2 separate regions of the Sus scrofa genome follow, and region 2 is linked to region 1. Evidence: chromatin contacts called from public HiChIP or PLAC-seq data. All regions are on one chromosome and are shown on one strand. Each heading gives the region's core, a stretch centred on a gene start, on an enhancer-like site or on the middle of the called end of the contact. The rest is flanking DNA. Distances are from core to core; before and after follow the strand shown. Region 1 overlaps SPEG (striated muscle preferentially expressed protein kinase). Region 2 holds the start of ASIC4 (acid-sensing ion channel 4).

The links. HiChIP or PLAC-seq counts read pairs in DNA pulled down with a chosen protein or histone mark.
Region 2: a contact with region 1 is called in an H3K27ac HiChIP or PLAC-seq map of skeletal muscle. The contact joins the promoter of ASIC4 here to the enhancer-like site in region 1. A contact is called at or near these places in 16 of 47 Hi-C or Micro-C datasets (adipose tissue, alveolar macrophages, blood and 10 more) and 2 of 2 datasets of contacts at active chromatin or transcription factors (alveolar macrophages and skeletal muscle).

The regions. Positions count from the first base shown.
Region 1 is chr15:121,465,293-121,471,520 of Sscrofa11.1, forward strand. SPEG (striated muscle preferentially expressed protein kinase) reads left to right here. Exons shown (of 45, transcript XM_021074879.1): 7 at 5,471-5,646; 8 at 5,831-5,919. Among named protein-coding and RNA genes, the nearest start is that of SPEG, 24 kb to the left of the region's middle. Within about 2 kb of position 3,434, at least 20 of the 83 cell types and tissues checked have an H3K27ac peak or open chromatin away from gene starts, as enhancers often do. A contact at or near this core is called in skeletal muscle, where this site is marked.
Region 2 is chr15:121,517,408-121,523,635 of Sscrofa11.1, forward strand. It overlaps ASIC4 (acid-sensing ion channel 4), which reads left to right and starts at 2,596. Exons shown (of 14, transcript XM_021076308.1): 1 at 2,596-5,205; 2 at 5,207-5,293; 3 at 5,296-5,493; 4 at 5,496-5,601; 5 at 5,604-6,115. The coding sequence starts at 4,840.

The sequences.
Region 1 (6,228 bases), core at 2,184-4,683:
CCTGGGATCATGGTTTGAGCCCTGTCGCTGGGTCTCCCAAGCCTATGCTGGGTCTCTCAAGCCTACGCTGTGCTGTGCCGGCCCTTTTCCTGCTCCTCTGAAGGGGGTCCAGGTTCAGGGAGGATTGTGCTCAAGAGCTTCTGGAGCTGGGATGCGGGGTGGGGGCGGAGACCGTCGCTGCCCAGTGTGGTGGGTCAGCCTGGCGAGGGAGGGGGTTCTCTCCTTCCTCTCTTGACGCCCCACCTCTGCCGTGGCTGTGGCGCTGCTTTGTTGCCCTGCGTGTCTGCTGTGCTCGTGCTCAGCTCCCCTCCCCTCTCAGGCTCTGCTCAGGAGGAAGGTGATTGTTGGGGGTGAGGGGGGGTCACCCACTGGACCTCCGTCCTGCTGCCTTCAAGCCTCCCCTCGAGCACAGGTCTCCTATTATCTGAGACCAAGTTTCTAGCATCTGCTAGCTAGAAACTTCCCCTGAGCTGGTCACTGTGTTCTCATCTACAAAGCCAGGGTCGTGATAACTCCTGTGCGACATCCTTGATAAGATTTGTGAGGCCCTGTGGGGCTGGTGATTTAGCTAAGGACATTTGGGCCAGAGACTATGGCTTATCAAAGCTCATTCTGGTCCTACCAACACCACCATCTCAGAGAAGAGGTGGTTTATTAGGGGTCATGAATATTAAAAAAAAAAAAAAAAAAAAGGGGAAAAAAAATCACGGCATCAGCACCTGTCCCCCCTCTGCTTCTGGCACCGGTCTTGGCGGCTGCTGCAGAATTACAGAGTGTCCCTTGGGAGGGCGGTGGCTGCCCATGGAGGGGATCTCAAAATGTCACTCTGCCCTGTTCTCCATCCCTGACCGGCATTTGGACAGCATCTAAGAAAGTAATGTGGTCCCTCGACCCGACTCAGCCTCCCTCCCTGCTCCTGTCTACTAGAAGCAGGTCAGCCCCAATTGGTGCTCCCCGCCAAGGCTGCCACCTCAGAGTGGGGGTCACCACGTAAGTCATCAGAAGAATGGGGACCTAATCTGTCGTGGGTGCCACTGTATCCAAACGTGGAGCAGCCCCAAGTAACACACACAGGGAATGAGCCTCTTCCAGGTTCAGGCTGACCGTGTGTGTGACGTTCTCTCTTCTTCTTCGTCCGTTTTAAGCCTAAAGGGAAACATTCTCAGCATGACCCTTCTCCTCTTCCAAGGGCAGAGAGAAATGGCAGCACCTGCAGAAATTCCCAGCTGCAGGCCTGCCTGTGCCCTCCATCCGTCATTTGCATAGCAGGCGTTTAGAGAAATGGCCTCTAGGGGACCTCCTGGGACAGCGCATGTGGAGAACGGGCTGTGACCGCCTTCCTCAGAAACCCCACGGAGCTCCCCTGGGCCTTCCGAGTGAAGGCCACGCTCCTGGGGCCGGCCTCGACCACCTGGACCTGTGGATGACCCAGGGTGGCCGGAGGCACCTGCTCCGACCCTGTCACGTCCCACTTTTTTCTTCTTTCCCCAGTTCTGAGCCCGAAGGTTGAGCTATAGCTCTCTTCACACACCTTCTGCCTTGGAGCATTTGCTCAAGTGGTTTCCTCTGCCGGGAACACTTCTTCCTGCTTAAACCAAGCTCTTAATTCTAATACCACCCTTTCCTCTGTGGTCTCTTCTTCCCTGTGCCCAAAGCAGTGTCCTGCTCTCTGTACTCGTGTGGCTCTTATCTGCCCCTCTCTTGCCACCCTCTTCTTGCTTGCTGATACAGTCGTGTGTGTGTATTTGGCTTGTCAGCCCAACCATCCGGTAGGTTCCTGAGGACACCACCGTGCCTTTGCCACTCTCAGGCCTCCCAGCCATACCTGGAGGCCCTCCCAGACAGTCGGGGGCTGAGTGGGACTGCAAGGACTGTGTGTGAGGTGGCAGTGGGGGAGAGACCTTCCAAGCCCCTGAACAGCCTAGGTCACGTGCAGAGGCTGAGCGGACGTGCATTTGCAAAGGGTGGTGAAGATCTGCCTGAGAGTGGAGGTTGGGACGGCCGGGGGACCATAGAGCCATGGCCCTCAGCTTGTGGTCCCCAGACCAGCATTGCCATCACCTTGGGAATGCGTTAGAGATGTGTGACATCAGCCCCAGCCAGACCTACTGGATCAGAAACCTGGGGGTGGGGCCCAGTGAGCTGTGGTTTAAGGGGCCCTCCACGTGATTCTGGTGCAGGGTGGACTCTGAGAAGCCCTGCCCTGAGGCAGGGACCTTGTGCCAGGTGGGAGGCCAGGTGGTGCAGTGGGAAGCACGTGGGCTGTGGAGCCAGACCTCCACGGTTCAGAGCCCGGCCTCGAAGTTTGGTGGTCAAGTGAGATGGAACTTGGTGATACCACCTCTTGCCACCAAACCTTTGCGTGTGTAAGAATCGCCATGGGAAGTTCCCATTAAGAACCCAACTAGCATCCATGAGGATGCAGGTTCCATCCCTGGTCTCGGGCTAAGGTTCCGGCATTGTGGCAAGGGGGCATAGGTCGAAGATGTGGCTTGGATCTGGCATTGCTGTGGCTGTGGTGTAGGCCAGCAGCTGCAGCTCCAATTTGACCCCTAACCTGGGAACCTCAGGCGTGCCACAGGCGTGGCCCTAAAAAAAAAAAAAAAAAAATCACCTGTTGGGGAACGCATTCTAACAAAGCAGTTTCCTAACCCCTGTTTCAAGAAATCTAATTCTTCAGGTGTGAGTAAGGCCCAGACACTTTTTTTTTTTTTTTTTTTTTTTATGGCCGCCAGGGATTGAATCCAGTCCGCAGCTGTGACCTACACCTCAGCTGTGGTAATGCCCAATCCTTTAACCCGCTGCACCAGGCCAGGGATCAAACCGGCACCTCCGCAGGGATCTGAGCCGCTGCATTCAGATTCTTAACCCACTGCACCACAGTGGGAACTCTCAGAAATTTATAGTTTAAACAGTCTCCCAAGCGGCCCTGATGCTGGTGGTTCAAAGACCACAGCTGGTGACAGATCATTGATCAGCCTCCTTGGCCATGCAGTTCTGGGGGTACACAGGGGTGAGGGGCCGCTGCCTTGTTTTGAAAAGACCTAGTCCTGAGTGTTCTTCCTGGGCTGCTCTGTCAGCCCCCCTCTCTAAGGAACCTAAGGAACCTCCAAATCCCTTTGTCACAGGGTGTCCCTAGGGTGCTATTCCCCCAGCCACCACCAGGGGTCTCAGTCTCCCTGCAAACTCCGCCCTTCCAGCTTTAATCTCTGCAGGCCCTCCCTGGGCCCTTGCGCTGCCTCAGCATTGTCCATCCAACCTGGAGGTGACCCCAGACGTCACCACACTCCACAGCGGGGAGGGCACATTTGCCTCCAGGGGCCATGCCGGTGATCTCAGCATCGGCTAGTGGCCAGACCCCGAGCAGGTGCTTGCCATGTGCCATCCTGACTTCCCTCTCCACCCCCACCTCAAGCCAGTCTGAATGGTGGACCTTCCTCCTTCACTGGCCATGCTGAGGAACACAGGTCACTGCTTGGGAATGTGGCCCCAGGCGGGCGTGATAGAAGGTGGGAGAAGGCCATGTGACCTCTCCTCAACAGCTCTGCAGCTCTGCTGCTGTCTCCCGGCGCCTTCCCCACCCAGTCCAGATGGGTGCTGGTTGTGAGGGGTCAGAGTGTGGGGGGTGGACAGCCTCTGTCCTCCTGACTGTTGGCCCTGGTGGCGCTGACAGGGTGAGGGACCATTGCCAACAGAGCCTGTAAGAGAGGGGTTGGGTGCAGGTCCGGTTCCCCACGTGGCTGCGAGGCCAGACCTGCCATGGCAGGAACAGGAAGGTGGAGGGGGGATTCTGGGCCCTGCAAGTTGAGCGGGCATCTCTGCGAAGGAGGCCAAAGGTCCTGACAACTGATTCGCAGCACAAGGGAAGACTGGGTGCGGCCTGACTCTGTAGTATTTGAGGCTTGTCAGTGGATTCCAGCGTCAGGGATCTTGGCTGTTTGTTCAGGGAAAGGGGCATCATGGGGGCTGTTTGCCATCGTACCTCCTCTGCTGGACATGCCGAAACAAATGGGGCAGCACAGGCATCTTGGCTGCTGCAGTGCAATGCCATCCCCATCTTCCCCTGGGCACCGAGGCCCCCGCCCTTTGAGTCGAGGCGCCGTTGAGGTGGCTTTGCATTTGTCAGGGTCCAGAAGCTGTAAGGAGAGAAAAGGCAGATCCCGCGGTTTGGGAATGAGCAGGGTGGCTAAATCCAGCCGGCGCGCGGCGCGCTCTGCCCCTCCCCTCTCCTCCCCTTCACTCCAGGGCCCAGGCGGCTTGTGGTCTCCGCAGGAACCACCTCCCCAGCCAGCTGCCTGCCTGCCACCCAGCCGGTCCAGGCCTGGCCAGCCCCCACCCCCTCCCTCCCCCTCCTCAGGCTCCCTCCCCTCCCCCAGGACCTCGTGCAGCGCCTCGGCAGGGTCAGCAGAGTAAGTGGGGCTGGGCAGGCTGGGCTCCTGCTCCCTGGGGAGCCGGGCGGGGTGGGCAGTGGGCAGGCGGCAGGAGGGCCCGGTGCCAGGACAGATTCTTCAGGACAAGTGCAGGCCGGGGTCTGCGTGCAGAGTCTCGGGGTGAGTTGGGGGGCAGCCCAGCCGGGGTACAGGGCCAAAGGGGCTTGGGGTGGGGGACCAGGAGGAGGGGCCAGGGGGCTGTGGCAGGCTCATGTCTGTATTTGGCAGTCGGATAGGAGCCAGCTCAGTGAGGCTGGGCCCCTGGCCAGTTGCAGGGGAGGGCCTCAGGGCCCTGGGGACACCCCTCCCCCAAAGCAACGCCGGTGCCCCCTCCTCTTCCCCAGGCCGAGCTGCCCTTCTCTGTGGATGACTCAAACTCTGCTTTTCCAGCCCCTGAGAGTTTTGGGGGAGGGTGGTCTGTGCTGTAGGACTGGGGCCAACAGGTGCCCCTGGGGTATCTGGGGCGGGAAGCTGAGAAGGCGGGGGAGGGCTGGCTGGACAGTGCCGCCTCATTGGCCCTGGCACTGAGGTCAGGATGGGGCTTGTCTGAGGTGTGTGTTCCTCTACACCAGGCTCAGCTCACCCATGAAATGGGTGTCCTCGTTGCGCCACACTCTGGGGTCCAGAGGCGTAAAGCACCTTTATTGGGAGCCTGGCGTTCTGTGCCAGGAATGTGGGTTTCCTGCTCCAGTGGCATTCCAGGACTCCCACAAGGCCCAGGAGTGGCCCCTCTGCTGCTTGACTCCTTTGTCTCAGGCCAGTCCCTTGATTCCCCCACTGAGAAGGAGCTGTAGGGTCAGGGTTGGGAGTCTGTGACTCCAGGGGCTCTAGGACAAGAACACCTGGGGAGGGTCACACGACAAGTGAATGGGAGCCCCGGGAAATGAAGTAGGACAGGGCTGGCCTATGGGAGCTGATTCAGCTCCTGGCCTCTGTTGACATTGCAGACCTTATCAGGACCTTGACCTCAGTCTTTCTGCCCCCCATTCTCCTCTGGCATCTCTCTCTGTACCACTGTCTCCTTTCTGTCTTCTCTCCAGGAGGGTCCACATCCCCTTTCAGCAGCCCCATCACCTCTGACGAGGAGTACCTGAGCCCCCCAGAGGAGTTCCCGGAGCCTGGGGAGACCTGGCCACGAGCCACCACCATGAAGCTCAGTCCTGACCCGAACCGCCGTTCCTCTGACACTGGCTCCAAAGCGCCCCCCACCTTCAAGGTCAGCCCCCTGAGGCCAGCCCTCAGCCCCCTGAGGGCCCATTTCCCCATGTTCTTGGGGCCACCCCAGGTCTCCGTCAGACTGGTGTGGAAGAGGCCTTGGTCCCAGATCCACCCCCAACTCCCAGCCCCCAGGAGCCAAAGCTGGGCCCTGTCTCCCCTGACACTTTGGGGTCCCCCTTCAGGTCTCACTGATGGACCAATCAGTAAGAGAAGGCCAAGACGTCACTATGAGCATCCGTGTGCAGGGCGAGCCCAAGCCAGTGGTGTCCTGGTGAGTAGCAGCCATGACCACCACCTGTCAGCCTTCCCCTCTGCCCTGGCTTTGGGTGGAGGGCAGTGCCCCCTTCGCAGACCCCTCCACAATCGGCCCTGGGGCATCATCCCAGGCACGGCGGTGCCACTCCCCACACGTGCCCCTGCCCCCTGCCTGGTGTCCAGGCTCATTTGGGGCCTCTGCTCTGGGGACCGGTTTGGGTAACAAGTGGTCTTCTGTCTGTCTGCCTGGCATGAATGGCCAGCAGTCATCTCACTCCTGGAGAAGCCGACCCCCGCTACCCCCGTCCCCACCCCCATCAGTTGA
Region 2 (6,228 bases), core at 1,346-3,845, 51 kb after region 1:
CTGGCACTTAGCAGCCATTATCGGGGGAGCAGATTGCAGCCCCCTCCCCCTCTCCGGGAAGCAGGCACAGCTGGGGCCCCGCCACATCTGCCGCATCAGCACGGAGCACAGCTGGGTGTGCCCAGAGCCGCGCTCCCCAAAACATGAAGTGGGGGGCGGGGGCCAAGGAGAGCACAGACCCCTGAGACAGACACACTGACACCTCTGCCAACAGACAGAGACTCCTCGAGGCGAAGTTACACCCACCACCACACGCTCCCTCGTGTGCAGAGACGGGAGAACTGACAAACATGCAATTACTCTGCCCCGCCTGCCACCCCCGCCCCTTCCTCCTCCTCCCCTTCCTTCCCTCTGGGCTCCCCTCCACCCCCCTGGCCGTCTCCGAACCACCCTCGGCTGGCTCCCGTCTGGAGGGAGCAGAGGCTTCGTCCTCCCCCAGCGCCCCCGTCCGGGGGGCTTGGAGGACAGGAGGGCAGGGTGGTGGTCCGAGGCTTGAACCTGGGGAAGCCGACACCCTCCCCACAAAGAAACCCTCCAAAACGCTGGTCCTTGTCACCCTGGACGTGATGAGTCTCCATCCCAGGGTGGGCTGGCTGGGCACCCTTGGCTGTTGTCAAGGTCCCCATGACACTCTCGAGGAGGCACTGCGTGTCCCGCACGTCCAAGTTCTAGACAGAGCTCAGCGGCTTCCAGGGCCGGCCCCTGCCACTCCCCTCCATCCCGCAGCAATCCACCTGTGCCCTCCCTCGGCAAGGCACCCCTCCACTTAGCTCTGCTACCCGGACTGGTACGGGGCTCCGTCAGTGGCAGAAAAGTCCCCTTCCTCGGCAGAGATGGTCAGGAATCCCTTCTCTCCCCCCTCTTTCCCAGGCGACGACCACCATTGGCCTCTGATTAAATCCTGCCCCCCCCTCCTTGGCTGGGTATCTTGCCCTCAACCCTCGCCTCCCTGCCTCCCCCCACCCCATGTCCCTGCCTCCCCCGCCCCTGCCCCTCGGAGCTTTAATCCCTCCTGCTGCTGTGCCGCCTTATCTGCTCCCAGCAGCTTTTGCTGCTGCAAAGCCCTCTCCCCCTCCTTCCCTGGATCTTCTTCCCCCCTCCTCCCCCCAGCTCTCTCTTCGCTCCGACCAGCACCCCCCCATCTCTGCCTCTCAGGCCCCCGTGATGACTCCTGGCTGACACCGGATCTGTACCCCAATGCCCTTTGCCCTCTCCAGCCTCAGCCCCGATGTGGCCACCTGCCCACCACGTCCACATTGGCCTCTTCCCATCCCAACCCTCCCCCACAGCCCCACAGACTTGGTCCCACTTCTGACCAGCTGAGATTTTTCATCTTCCTTCCTTCCCCTTTCTCCCTTTCACAGCCTCCCTCCCCAGTGTCTCCAGCTGCCCCTCGATCTTGGACCTGGTCCCCTTCAATATTAGTGACCCACCGCCTCGGCTTGGGCATCCCTGAAACGAGACGCAGGGTCGTGAGTACCAGCCACAGGAAAGGGGTCAGGGCTGTGCTGGCCCCGCCCCAGGACCGGGCTGGGGGCGCAGAGTGTGGGCGGGCGGTGGGGGCAGGGCCTGGCGGCAGGACGCTAACCCTCTTCAGTTGCCTCAGATCACGTCCAGGCCTCCCCACCCCCTTCCCTGGGACTCTCATTAACCGCTTCTCCTGCCTCGTCCGCGGCATAAATAACCCAGATAAATCAGCCGCCGTCCGCCCCCCGCCCCTCGGCCCCCGCACAGCCCGTTTGTCACCGCTGCTCGCTCACCAGCCTGGCCTGGCCCAGTCCCGGCCTCCGCCCCCCCATCCGTGTCCCTTCCACCCACTTCTGTCCCACACTGGCTCACGCCTTGTTCCGCACCAGAGCCAGGCCTGGGACAGGTGTCTGGGCTGGGGCGGGTGGCCAGGGGGTGTACTCTGGGAACAGGGGCGGCTGGGGACTCTCCCTAGGAAAATGCTATCTAAGAGATGGGGGGTGGGTCGCGTCACTGACAAATGGGGCCACCCAGGCAAGAAGTCTGAGTCTCACAAAAGCTGGGAAGGGGCAAATGCTGCTCAGCTTGGGGGTCCCTGCCCGGCAAAGAGGTAACCCAAGAGCTTGGGTGCTGGATTGGCCTTGGAGGCTCCTTTGAACCGCTCCCCCCACCCCCCAGCTGGATTCCAGGCGGTCTCCGAAACTACCTATTGGAGCAATTTGTGCAAATAAAACCTCCATGCCCCCTGCCAGGTGCTCCTGCCCTTCCTCCCCTCTGCCCTCCCCCATTCCCCCTGCCCTGCCCTATCGGCTCTACAGATGCCACTGAATCTCTACTTCTCAGTCTGTCCACCATTTTTGCTGTCAGGGAGCTGGTTCTGCCCCCTGGGGGGTGAAGGACTGGACTGGTAACAAACCTGGGGAATGTGGACAACTGGAGGACAGAGGGTTCCCCCCACCACCACCGAGCCTGCACCCTGATTCCCACCCCCGGAGTCCTTGGCAGCCCCTCCTCCTTTGCTCACACCCCACTCGGGTCCTCGCCAGCCACACTTGGCCCTGATGCTCACTGCAGGGGGCAGCTGGTCCCTTGGGAGTGGGTGGGGGAGCGGGGAAGAGCTGGGGGAGCTGGGGCGCAGGGCTGGGGGTGGGGGTGGGGAAGAAGCTGGGCTGGGCCCCAGGGACCAGCTGGGCAATGAGCCGGGGAAGCAGCCGGGAGGCTAAATGAGGGAGATTATCACCCAACTGCAGCCGGGCAGAGAGGGAGGCAGGCAGGGAAGCGCGGAGAGGGCGGGGAGAAAGGACGGGGGCCAGAGGGGAAGGGGGTGTAAAGGGATGGGAGGGGGGGTGCACGAACACAGAAGAGGCCTGGAGGAGTCGGGGGCGGGGGGCAAGGGATGGACTCAAAGGACTTGTGGTTGGTTGGTGGGGGACTCCCGCTGGAGTCTGGGAGACTGTATGATGGGGACAATTGGAAGCAGCTGGCTGTGGGGCAGTGGGGGGCGGTGCATGCAGCTAACTGCTGTTCCACTTCCCAGTGGCCTGGAACTCCCCTCGCCACCGGCTCCCCAGCTCTCCCCAGCTCCCATGCTGGATTACAGCTCCCATTCCTTCTAGAGGCTGAAGGCTCCCTGACATGCCCTCGGGAGGGAGGAGGGTGTGCTTTGGGCTCATGATGGAGGTCAGGTTGGGGAGTATGACCTGGTGATCTCACTGGATGGCAGGACAATCTAGGGACACACAGAGTCCTGAGCAGCAACCAGTGCTAGGGAGAGCTTAGGGGGCGGCTCCCCGCTTCCTTGGCAGAGTCCCAGACTGAAGTAACCTTAAAAAAGCAATTAAATCACCTTTTAAAAAAACCCAGTAAAGAAAAATCAATAACAGGAGAAAGGGGAAGAGAGAGGCTGGGGAGGTAAGGAGGTGGGGAAGGAAGCGCTGGAAGGGTCTGGTGGTCTAGCAGGGAGGGGGGAAACATGGGGGGGCTGCCTGGGTAGGAGGCAGCGAGATGGGGACTGTCTGGGGTCATGTGGAGACTCCCAACTGCAAACTCAGCAGCTGCTCTCAGTGCCAACCCCTTTCTCCTCTGGGACACCGCCAGCTGCAGCCCCTGACCCCAGGGGTCTTATCTCCACAGTCTGGGGGGCTGGCTTTGGGGGAAGCCCAGCCAAGGAAGCTACTTTGAAAAGAGAGGCTGGGGACAACCCCCACCCTGGATGCCAACCAGGCCTGGGGTTGGGGTGCTGTGTGTGGGTGGGCTCCATGCTGGGATGACTTGTGAAGGACGGGGCCTGACCTGGCCTTGCAACCAAGGGCGAACAGCGTGGTCCCCTGCCCCCCAGGGGAGCCAACCCCAGGCCAGGCAGGGGCTGCGACTGGCAGGGCAGGGCTGCCGCAGGGGAGGGGTGGCCGCTGGGCAGCGGGTGGACCTCGGGCTCTAATCCCCAGCAGCTGCCGTTTCCCTCAGATCGATTCCCTTCTCACTTTTTTTTCAGCTGCTGGTTCCGCGGCTCGGATCGATGGAGCCGCCTCCCCCGCCCCTCTGAGCTTCCTCTCCCTGCTGCTCATTAGCGCCCCGATTAATCAGCCCCCCCTTTCCTCTAGGGGACAAGTGCTTCCTCTCCTGAGAGGGCTCAAGCACTCACACGCCTCCCCCACCCCCAGAGCACTAGCTGCTCACTGCGACCACCCCCAACCCGGGGGCACCCAGGCATCATCTCCCAGCTGGCCACCAGGGGCCCCACCACAGCCTGTGACAACAGTCCACATGCCCGCGTCTCCTCTGCAAGCCAGCAGCCACCCAGGGCTCCCCTGCCCGTCTCTGCCAGGCACCCCCTGCTTGTTTCTTTAGGGTTGCATTCCCTCCTGTTCAAAGCCAACACATCTCTACTCCTCCAATACCCTGTCTGGGCTTTCTCACCTCCATCATCCCTGCTCTCTGCTCCCGGGCTGTCCACCCACCCTCCCCCACCCCACCCCCCCATAACCTGGCCTGGCCTCGGATTTAGGAAACATCGGGGAGGGCAAAGTGGCCGCAGATGTGTGAGTCAGCAGGGGTGCTCTCTGTTCCAGACAAATGAGAGACTGAGTCTGGGGCTGGGGGTGAAGTGGGGAGAGGGCGAGGCCAGAGGGGGTAGGGGTCTGATGGGTATTAAGTCGGGAGCAAAGCTCTAGGGGAGCCAAGTATTTCAGTGGAGCCACCATTGTCCCCTTGCCTGTCCTGCCTGCCCTCCTCTGTCCTCCCCTCCCCTCCCTCATTCAAACAAGTGGCTCTCCCAAGGAGTTTCTGGAAGCAGCCGTGACTGGGGTAGTGGGGTCAGGTGGTGGCTGGGCTCGAGTCAGGAATCCAGGAATCCGGGAGACCAGGAGGTGGGAGATGGAGCTGGCTGACCCCTCCTGGGGCGTGGTCCAGAAAAGTGGCAGAACGAGCCGAGAACGCTGGGTGCAGCCCTCTTCCCTGCGTGGCCTGGGAGTGGGGACGGGTGGGGAACCCCACGAGCAACTGGGGTATAGCAAGAGTTTGGGGGGCGGCCCGACGAGGTCTGGGCAGGGACAGGGGATCCCTGTCCTAGGCTGGGGGCTGCCCCCTCCCCTTGGCCTGGCTCCTGCCGCCCATGCTGCCGGTGAAACGCTGTTGACATGTCCTGAATTATTAAGCATGGGGTGGGCTCCGGAGCACATGCTGAGCGGAGCGGCTGGGGCTGCGCGGCGTGGCGGAGCAGCGCTCGCTCCCTCGCTCACTCGCTCGCTCGCTCGCAGGGACACACGCAGGGGCTGACAGCTGTGCTGGTGCTGATAAGGGAAGCCACAAGGAGACGATCGAGGAGAGAGACAAGACAAGCGGCAGCAGAGGCAGCAGCGGCAGAGGCAGCACCAGGGCTGCGGAGCTGCTGGGAGTGGGAGTGACTCCCCCACCTCGGGCCCCCACCCTGTCCCCATCCTCCTGCTGCTTGCCCTGAGTTTAGAAGAGCAGCCGCTGCCACCGCCGCCACTCCGGAGGGCATCAGGGGCTACTGGCCAGGGAGGGACGGGGGCAAGGAGGCTCCGGCCAGTCCCAGCAGCCGGGGACAGATGCCGATCGAGATTGTGTGCAAAATCAAATTTGCAGAGGAGGATGCGAAACCCAAGGAGAAGGAGGCAGGGATGAGCAGAGCCTCCTGGGGGCTGCGCGGGGGCCCGCAGCCCCCCGGGACCTGGCCACCTTTGCCAGCACCAGCACTCTGCACGGGCTGGGCCGGGCCTGTGGCCCAGGCCCCCATGGACTGCGCAGAACCCTGTGGGCACTTGCTCTACTCACCTCGCTGGCTGCCTTTCTGTACCAGGCGGCCAGCCTGGCCCGGGGCTACCTGACACGGCCTCACCTGGTGGTCATGGACCCTGCTGCCCCAGCCCCGGTGGCGGGCTTCCCGGCCGTCACCCTCTGCAACATCAACCGGTTCCGGCACTCGGCACTCAGCGACGCCGACATCTTCCACTTGGCCAATCTGACCGGGCTGCCCCCCAAAGACCGGGACGGGCACCGTGCCGCTGGCCTGCGCTACCCGGAGCCCGACATGGTAGACATCCTCAACCGCACCGGCCACCAGCTCGCCGACATGCTTAAGAGCTGCAACTTCAGTGGGCACCACTGCTCCGCCAGCAACTTCTCGGTGGTGAGTCCTGCCGGCCGGCCTGCGCGGCCTGGGGTGGCTAGAGGCTGGCGGAGGGTGATGGTGGTGCACGGGGCATCCTCCACGGGGCTTCCCTTCCTTCCGCCACCAGAGGC